Linked DNA regions of Hordeum vulgare: region 2 is linked to region 1. Evidence: chromatin contacts called from public Hi-C data. All regions are on one chromosome and are shown on one strand. Each heading gives the region's core, a stretch centred on a gene start, on an enhancer-like site or on the middle of the called end of the contact. The rest is flanking DNA. Distances are from core to core; before and after follow the strand shown.

Region 1 (4,961 bases), core at 71-2,570:
ACGTCGGTCAGTGCGCATCATATATCATATGTGGCCACGAAGCTTCAAGCGAAAAGAGCGAACGGACAGGCGTGCGGAGTTTGGCGTCGACTGCCGTCACGCGTTGGCCGGCGATCAATTCGGGGCTGGATCTACCTCCCCGCGATGGCCATGGCCCATGACACCGGCCTTTTCATGGAAACGGGACAAGAGCGTCCGGCGGAGAGACGCGTCTTCTCGCCGTGGTTTTGGCGTCAAGTCGATTGTGTCAAAAACCATCGGAATCCGCCAGACCGAGTTGATTCGGTGACCCTTTGGGTCGAAGAAATTCGGTGGCGTGCTAGCTGGATCGATGCAGGTCACGGTTTGGCCGGCTAAACTTTGGCACGGACTGTTGTGCTGTACTACTACTCCGACAGTATGTACACAACATTGGATTGGGTTCATGTTTCTCCTTTTCAGCTTATTACCATCGCAGCTCCAACAGCTCTCAGCAAAACATTAAACAAAGGGAACAGATGGAGAAATGCGCTCTCCACCTCCCCGCAATCGATTCCCAACGCAGCTACTCCGACAAGGGCTAAATTACGCACTCCGACAAGACATTCGATGGAGTAACGACACTTGATTACTCTAATTGATTCCTACTGCTTCACTCTGGTTAATATAATTAACTAATGGCGGAAGGAGAGGGAGGGGGAGGGGAACGGGGAGGCACTCACAGATGAAGTCGAGGACGACGCGGCCGTCGGAGAGCCTGCCGGTGGGGTGGTGGAAGAAGGCGCGCCCCTCCGGCGGCGCGATGCGGATCCCCATTATCGCCGCCACCCCACCCGTGTCCGAGTTGGAGTCGCCGAAGTTGAACACCACCACCTCCTTCGGCTTCGTCGCCACCTTCGCCGCCGCCTTCGTGGGCGCCTGCGCCATCCCCTTGCTCTTCCGGTGCTCGCCGGCCCCGGCGGGCGCCGCCGCGGTGGCGAGGGCGGAGGTGGTCGAGAGGGCCGCGCCGCTGCCGGCGGCCGGCATGTAGCGGACCGTGGCGAACAGGACGGCCCCGGCCACCGCCCCCAGCACGCAGTAGTACTGCAGCCGCAGCAGGCTCATGTTCTTCATCAGCCCGCCGCCGCTGCCGCCTCCTCCTCCATTGCCTCCCCCGTTCGGCCCGCTCGCCATGGCTGGCCTTCCCGAGCTAGCTAACCAGTAACCACTGCCGCTGTCGGTCTTCTCCCTCCGCGCTCTCTGATCCGCGACTCTTGTCTGTCTGTCTCTCAGTCCGTGTCTCTGTGTTGTTTATATACACTGTTATTTAGCTCCCGAATGCACAATGCTTCAAACGAAGAGAAAGCTGGGCATAAAGAAACCACGTTGCACAAAACATGTGGAGGGTTGGTGTGTGACCCTGTTTACCTTTTGTTTTGGGCACCGCTCTTACGCTTCGGCCAGTCGGTCAGCAGCCGTTTGATCTGAGTTCTAATAGCCGTTCGATCAGCATCAGCGCACTGTCCTGCGCGCCTCCGACCTCCTGCCGCACGAGTATCCCATCCTCTCCCTTGTCATCATCGCTCGTCGCATCACCCTCATGCCCTCTCCCCCCGTCGCTCGTCGCTCGTCGCCGTTGACGCTCGTGCGTGCACATGCTTGTCCCTCCGGAACTCCGGTTGAAGCTTTTTTCATTGTGGTTGAAACTTTTTCCATGTCGCTTGAAGCTTTTTCACAACGGTTGAAGCTATTTTCGTTGCTGGTTGTAGCAAAAACGACATGCTTTTTTTCGTCGGTCTGTGGTTGAAGTTTTTCAAATATATGATTGAATCTTTTGTGTCAACGGTTGCAGCTTTTTGTGTTTCTGTGTCGAGGATTGAAGCTTTTTATATCGCCGGTTGAAGCTTTTTTCTAGCCGATTGAAGCTTTTTTTCATCACCGGTTGCAGCTTCCGCGGTTGCGTGGTGGGTGGACCTCGATTCCCGTCGTCTCTGGTTGAAACTTTCGACTCGTCGCCGGTTGCAACATCGTCGTCTCTGCCATAGCTTTTCGTCTCCAACACTGGTGGCATCCGATGCGGCGGAGCGGGGATTTGTTGAGAAGGTGGCGCGGGAGGCGCCGTCCTGTTCGCCGGAGGAGAAACATGAAAAGGGATAGCCCCCATGCCGACGGGAAGGAAAGGCCAGTGACTCCATGACAGCCGGCGGACGGAATCCGACAGGGAAGGCACGCCGGCTTGAAGGAACACCGTGGATCTGCCCAGAGGCGTGCGATGGGAAAGGATCCCGCGGCCCGCGTGCGTCCGACCTAATGGTTCGGCCGGCACGCCGGGTAGAAACGTTTCCCTTTTGTTTTTGTGACTTCCAATTTAGATCAGCTGGGAGAAGTGCAAGCTGAGAAAACCCGCAAAACTATCTGCCTTTGAGCCGCTATTATTAGTTTTAGACATGGGGTTAATATTGTTATACTTTCGTGTCAAAAGTATTCTATTAACATGATATTATCACTAGAGATAAATATGTTTTTGATCCCTCAAGTTTACAAGAAGTAGACATTTGGTTCCTCAAAACAAATTTGAGATACAGATAGGGTCATTGTCGTCGCCATCGTCCCTCCACACCGGTCGTTGGCGGGTGGAGGAGTGGGAGCCCGACGACGGTGGCCACGTAAAGGCTCGAACCATGACAGGGTGAGGTGTACTGCTTACTTTCGTAGGAGTTATTGGGATTCCCTAAAGAGAAAGAATAAAGTATATGAAAGTGCGTTATATCGACTAGAGGGGGGGGGGTGAATAGGAGATTTTTATAATTTCATCATTGAGGAAATTCCTCACTGATGACTAACTTGCAGCGGAAACAGCAAAGGATCAGGAGTGCAAAGTATCACTACAACAGTTTTTCAAGGTAAAGAATATGAATATCAGTTTGCACAGTATGCAGGCACAGAGACAGCGGGTGAAGAATTTTGGGTTGAGGAATTTCAGAGAAAGTCTTCAACAAATTCTTCAAACAGTGGCAATGAAAGTCTTCAACATACAATGTGAGGAATTGAAAGAGTTGAAGAAATAGAACCCGTTTCACAGTGAAGACAGTGGTTGATGACCTAGTTCCAACTGCTGTGACAGTTGTACATCTGGTTTCGAGCGGCTTGGTATTGAAATCAAAATACACACAGTCCCTACCGTATTCTCCTTGAGCTAAGAACACACAGTCCTTGCCCAACACTCGTGGTAAGTCTTCAGGGCAGACTTCCAAACCCTCACAAACTTGATCACCTGGTGATCCACAATTGACTGCTGGATTGATCTAGACCATGACGCCTAACCTTCTGGAGGATGCACAGTCCTCAAAGGTAAAATGCTTCAGTCCCACACAAGAACAACTTCTTCAGTGATGCTCAATCACTTGGTTTTCGGTTTGTGGTTTGGTGTTTGGGGTATTTCCTCACTGATGAATTACTCTCGAAGACTTTGAGGAATTTGGGTTGCTCTTATGACAAGTGTCAGTTTCCAACGGAGCAGCCAACCACCTAATGGTTGTGGGGGCGGCTATTTATAGCCTGGGAGCATCCCGACATGATTTGACATTAATGCCCTTAAATAATATGACCGTTGGTGTGGATAAGATCACTCATGTGGCGCGACTTGCGGTAACGGTCGGGACCCTCAACTGTGAGAGTCCTCATGTCTCTCATATTCCTCACTTGAGGCTAGATACATCTCCATCGCATCTACTTTTCCAAACTCTTTTGCCCTTGTTTTGGACTCTAATTTGCATGATTTGAATGGAACTAACCCGGACTGACGTTGTTTTTAGCACAATTACCATGGTGTTGTTTTTGTGCAGAAATGAAAGTTCTCGGAACGTCCTGAAAATTTACGAAGAATATTTTTGGAAAATATGAAAAATACCTGCGCAAAGATCCACCGGAGGGGACGGGCCAGTGGGCCACAAGCCCTGTGGCCGCGACCTCCCCCCTGGCCGTGGCCACCAGGGCTGTGGGGCCCACGTGGATCTGCCGCCCCCAATTCCAGCGCTATTTATTCCTTTTCGTCCCGAAAAAAAATCAAGAGAGCAGATTTCATCACGTTTCACGATCCAGAGGCGCCGCCACATCCCGTTCTTGCCCTGGAGGGCAGATTTGGAGTCCGTTTTGGGCTCCGGATCAAGGAGATCGTCGCCATCGTCATCATCAACCTTCTTCCCTCTCAAATTACATGAAGCTCTTCATCATTCGTGAGTAATCTATTCGTAGGCTCGCTGGGCGGTGATGAGTAGGATGAGATCTATCATGTAATCGAGTTAGTTTTAACGGGGATTGATCCCTAGTATCCACTATGTTCTGAGACTGATGTTGCTACTACTTTGCCATGCTTAATGCTTGTCACTAGGGCCCGAGTGCCATGATTTTAGATCTGAAATTATTATGTTGTCACCAATATATGTGTGTTTTAGTTCCGATCTTGCAAGTTGTAGTTACCTACTATGTGTTATGATCCGGCAACCCCGGAGTGACAATAGCCGGAACCACTCCCAGTGATGACCATAGTTTGAGGAGTTCATGTGTTCACCAAGTGCTAATGCGTTGGTCCGGTTCTTTATTAAAAGGAGAACCTTAATATCCCGTAGTATCCATTTGGACCCCGCTGCCATGGGAGGGATGGACAATAGATGCCATGCAAGTTCTTTTCCCTAAGCACGTATGACTACACACGGAATGCATGCCTACATCACATTGACGAACGGGAGCTAGCCACATATCTCTCCGTGTTATAACTGTTGCATGATGAATGTCATCCAACAAATCACCAATCCATTGCCTACGAGTTTGTCCCACTGCTATTGTTACTTGCTGCTACTGTTAATTGCTCTGCTGCTACTGTTGTTACTACTGTTGCTGCTACTGTTACTTGATGCTACTGTCACTTGCTTTGTCCTGCTGCTGCTGCCACTACTATTGCTACTACTGTTACTTGCTACTATTGCTACTTGCTACTGCTGTCA
Region 2 (4,780 bases), core at 418-2,917, 260 kb after region 1:
TTCCTCTCCAAATATGAGCTCAGAGTTTGCCTCAAAATCCATGGAATGCAGCCACTCTGAAAGACGGGCAATGGTGCGATCTACAACTGAAACATCTCACGATCAGTTCATCACCATTATTAGCAAAATGGCTTCTGAACACACAAGGCCACCCATGCAACCAACAGTTCCAACATTCCGAATCATCTATTAGCATCGCTTGGTAATAAAAATTGACCTTTGAAACAGTACTTATGATCCATCAGTTAAAAGTAAAACAGAACTTAGTTCATTAACTCCAAAACCTGTTAATTCTGCATCATTTCAAAACCATTGGGAAACAAGTGAAAAGCTATGCCCGAACAAGCACAGGGCACAACCCCCAAACAGCACGATAGCAGAATTACAAGATCATGGTATTTGCAGCAAACCCATTTAGTTAGCCATGTAACTACACAAAACCGTGGAACAAACACATGCATCGAACCAGCCAACCAGCAAAGGACACCAAACATTCAGCTATGAATTTGCAATTGCAAAATTGACAGCCCCATTTGCCTATCCCTAACAACCACAGTTAAAAATTCCGATCCATCCGTTAAAGGTAAAACAGAACTTACTCCGAAACCAGCTAATGCTGCATCATTTCATAACCATTGGGAAACAAGTGGAAGGCTATACCCCGAACAAACATAGGGCAAAATCACATCCCAAAACAGCCCCAAACAGTGCGATGACAGAAATACAAGATCGTGGTATTTGCAACAAGCCCATTTAGTTAGCCATGCAACCACACAGAAAATTGCAATAATTGTAACAGCCAATCCAGGGCAATTCGAACATGTGTAACTCGCCAATCCGTGGCTAGCTAAACCACAGGCTATCAACCTAAACTCTTCAGTCTTCGCAACCACATTTCTTCTATATTCCTACAAACCCCAAGAATGAACACATGCCTCGAACCAGCCAACTAGCACAGCACAACACACCAAACATTCAGCCATGAATTTGTTACTGCAAAATTGACAGCCCAATTTGCCTATCCCTCATAAGCCCAATAAAACAATGCCACAGGAGCGGCAAAAGGAGTCCCTTGATCACAAATGCACCTCCATTTCACCCCAACGGGCAATCCGAACCAGCAAAACGGGCCCAGGCTACGCTACGGTCACCCAAGCAAAGCACGAAACCCTAGATCGTTCGACACCGATCCGCGGAAACTCCGCAACCCCGGGGCACACGATCCGACCGCACCACCGCGAAACCAAACCCTCCCTACACCGCCGAATGCAGAAACCCCAAAAAACCCTGCCTCCAGCTAGCGAGCAGAGAACCGTACGGCAAAACAGAGGTGACAAGGGGTTCGAGTCGGGCAAGGCGAGCGCGCTGGCCGGCACCGAGCACCGTCGCACATGATCGGAGCACGCCACCGCGGAACAAAACCCTGGCCGCACCGTACGTACACCGTACCCCCGAAGCGGAAGCGGACACGCCCAGCCCCCGCGAGCGAGCAGCACGCGGTACGGGTTCTACGAGAGAGCTCACCGGCACTGAGGCAGCGTGCACCCGCCGGTCGTCGTCGTCGGCAGCCGAGGCGGAAACCCTAGCGGGCGGGACGGAGGCGTGGGGCGGCGAGGAGGAGCTGAAGCGAAAAGCGGGAAAAGGAAGCGTGGGAGGGGAAGAGGCCAGTCCGGTGCGGTGCAAGTACGCTGGCAGGCGCTATCTGGCTTGTTTCGCTGTCACTGGCATGTGGGGCCCCAGCGTGGGACCGCGCTCGTAGCGGGAGAGAGGGACGTGGTCACGTGGCTGTAGAGGGACTGACGGCGGCCATTCTGTTTCCGACGGAGAGAACGGAGTTCTCCGTTTTGGTCCCTCTTACTGACATGTGGGCGCGTGCGTCCTCGGGGACCCAGATGGTGGTGGCGAACTCGCGATGTGAAGCGTTGGTTGTGGTCTGTGGATGTCCTGGTCCGGTGACACGTGTGATTCGGTTCATTTAAAACACACACATCAAGGAACAAAAACAAAAGACATAGTATATCGGACATATATTGGTGAAATCTTTAGTATGACTGTTTTCATACTCATTGGCCATTCTGTGATTGACAGTTTGAATCTTCGGTAAGTTTGTATATCGGGGTGATAGTTTGAATCTTTAGTATATCGGACATATATGACCGCTTTGATACTCATTTGCCATTCCTATTTAATGATGTGGTTGACAGTTTGAATCTTCGAGAAACTTGTATGTTGGGGCGATAGTTTACTTGGGCTAATAACCGATCTATGCCGGCATACGAGAAACTCGATAGGGTATTCATGGATACCGAATGTAAGTTAAAATATCCTCTGGTAACTGTACGGGTCCTAGAACATATCGAGGCATTATCAAATCATGCGTCCATCATTCTCAATACTAATTCTACCAACACATCTATGCACCGTCCTTTCAAGTTTGAATTGGGATGGTTGCACAAAGATGGCTTTGAAGATATAATCAATAATGTATGAAAGAGGCCCATCGTTGGTCGTACGCCTATTCAGAGATGGAACTTTGAAATTAGGGCCACAAGGCACTATATTTCTGGATGGGCAAAACACACCAATGGTTTGTACAAAAAGGAAAAACAACGTCTCTCCACTATTATTCATGACCTCGATAAAATCGCAGAGACTCACATCTTGTCGCAACAAGATATTGAACTAAAAAGGTAATCCAATGAGAAGATTGCACGCCTTTTGCGAGAAGAGCAAACCAAATATTACCAACGATCCAAAGTCGACTTCATTTTGAAGGGAGATAGTAATACATGATACTTTCAATTGGTTGTCAATGTGCGACATAGGAAGAAGTGTATTTTCTCTCTTCAACAAGACGAGGGGCGGATCGAAGGACATGCGAAGCTCAAAAGTTATATCACTAAATACTACAAGTCTCTGTTCGGGCCACCAGATGAAGGGAGTTTTACCCTCGATGAGACCCGAACAGATGACATTCCAGAAGTCTCAGCAGAAGAAAAGAATGTCCTCACGACATCATTCTCAGAGGAGGAGGTGAAAGTTGTGGTGTTCCAAATGGAACATAAGAAAGCTCCATGCCCCGATGGCTTCCCCGCAAAATTCTATGAAAATTTCTAGGAAGTCATCAAGACTGGCCTTTTGGAGTTGTTCAATTGTCTTCATGTCGGTCAACTTGAGGTATTTAGGCTTAATTTTGATGAGATTGTATTGTTGCTGAAAATTAAGGAGGCACAGCAGATTTAGCAATTTTGACCCATATGTCTCCTTAATCTGAGCTTCAAGATTTTCACCAAAGTGACCACTAATCGACTCAACACGGTTGCAGACCATGTCGTCCGACCATCTCAAACTGTTTTCATGCAAGGAAGAAACATACTCGATGGAGTAGTGATCCTACATGAGACCGTTCACAAGATGCACCGAAAAAACATGAGTAGAGTAGTTCTCAAGATTGATTTAGAAAAGTCATATGATAAGGTCAAATGGTGCTTCCTTCAATAGGCCCTAAGAATGAAAGGATTCTCCGATAAATGGCGTGACTGGATCCAAAGTTTCGTTACTCGAGGTAGTGCGGTTAGGCCATTACTTTTAAATGAAAAGGGATTATGTCAGGGTGACCCCATGTCTCCGATGTTATTTAACATTGTTGATGATATTCTGGCGCTTTTGATTGAGCGTGCTAAGTAGGACGGTCAGATTGCAGGAGTAGTGCCACACCTCGTGGATGGTGGCCTCTCCATTTTGCTAATGCCAATGATACAATTCTTTTATGGAACATGACCTAGACAAGGCTCGAAACCTGAAACTCATGCTTTCGACGTTTGAGCAAATGTCAGGCCTTAAACTTAACTTCCACAAAATTCAATTGTTCTCCTTTAGAGAAGCTGGTGAGGCGACGGCTGATTATGCTAACCTGTTTGGTTGTGCGTAAGGCCATTTCTCGATTAAATATTTGGGAATTCGAAAAGAGCGTTATATAGACTAGAGGGGGTGAATAGGCGATTTTTACAATTTTATCACTGAGGACATTCCTAGTGAGGAAAGTCCTCAGCCATGAACTGGGTGCAGCGGAAATAGTACAAAGTTTGAAGTGCAAAAATGTCTACAGCAAAGTAATCAACGTGATTTTAGAGATTCGGTTTGCACACGTCACAAGTACAGGATAAGCAGGTGAAGAATAACTCAGGTGAAGAATTTGAGGTGAGGAATTCAGAAAAAGTCTTCAGTCAAATTCTTCAAACAGTACTGATGAAAGTCTTCAACGTGCAATTGAGGAAATGAGAGAGTTGAGCAAATAGAACCAGTAGCTTGATGAAGACAGTTGTTGATGACCCAGTTCCAACTGTTGTGACAGTTGTACGTCTGGTTTGGAGCGGCTTGGTATTGAAACCAAAGGACACACAGTCCCTACCGTATACTCCTGGAGCTAAGGACACACAGTCCTCTCCCAACACTCGTGGTAAGTCTTCAAGGCAGACTTACAAACCCTCACAAACTCGGTCACCCGGCGATCCACAATTGACTGCTGGATGCTCTAGACCATGACGCCTAGCCATCTGGAGGATGCACAGTCTTGAAAGGTAACAAGCGCCGGTTCCACACAGGAATAACTTCTTCGGTGATGCTCAATCACTTGGGTTTTGGTTTGGGTTTGGGTGTTTGGGGTATTTTCTCACTTGATGATTTTCACCCAAAGGTTCTGAGGAATTTGGGTTGCTTTAAATCACTAGTGTTAGTTTCTCTTGGAGCAGCGAACCAACTAGTGGTTGTGGGGTGGCTA

Evidence for each region. Hi-C and Micro-C count contacts between places; a contact is called where the count stands out from the background.
Region 2: a contact with region 1 is called in a Hi-C map of leaf, with 10 times the contacts expected there. The contact joins the promoter of LOC123426224 here to the promoter of LOC123426216 in region 1. A contact is called at or near these places in 4 of 6 Hi-C or Micro-C datasets (leaf, seedling and an unstated tissue) and 1 of 1 datasets of contacts at active chromatin or transcription factors (embryo).

The regions. Positions count from the first base shown.
Region 1 is chr1H:99,433,746-99,438,706 of MorexV3_pseudomolecules_assembly, forward strand. It overlaps LOC123426216 (GDSL esterase/lipase At1g09390-like), which reads right to left and starts at 1,321. Exons shown (of 5, transcript XM_045110007.1): 1 at 702-1,321. The coding sequence starts at 1,152.
Region 2 is chr1H:99,690,592-99,695,371 of MorexV3_pseudomolecules_assembly, forward strand. LOC123426224 reads right to left here and starts at 1,668. Exons shown (of 7, transcript XM_045110015.1): 1 at 1,525-1,668; 2 at 1-86. The coding sequence starts at 42.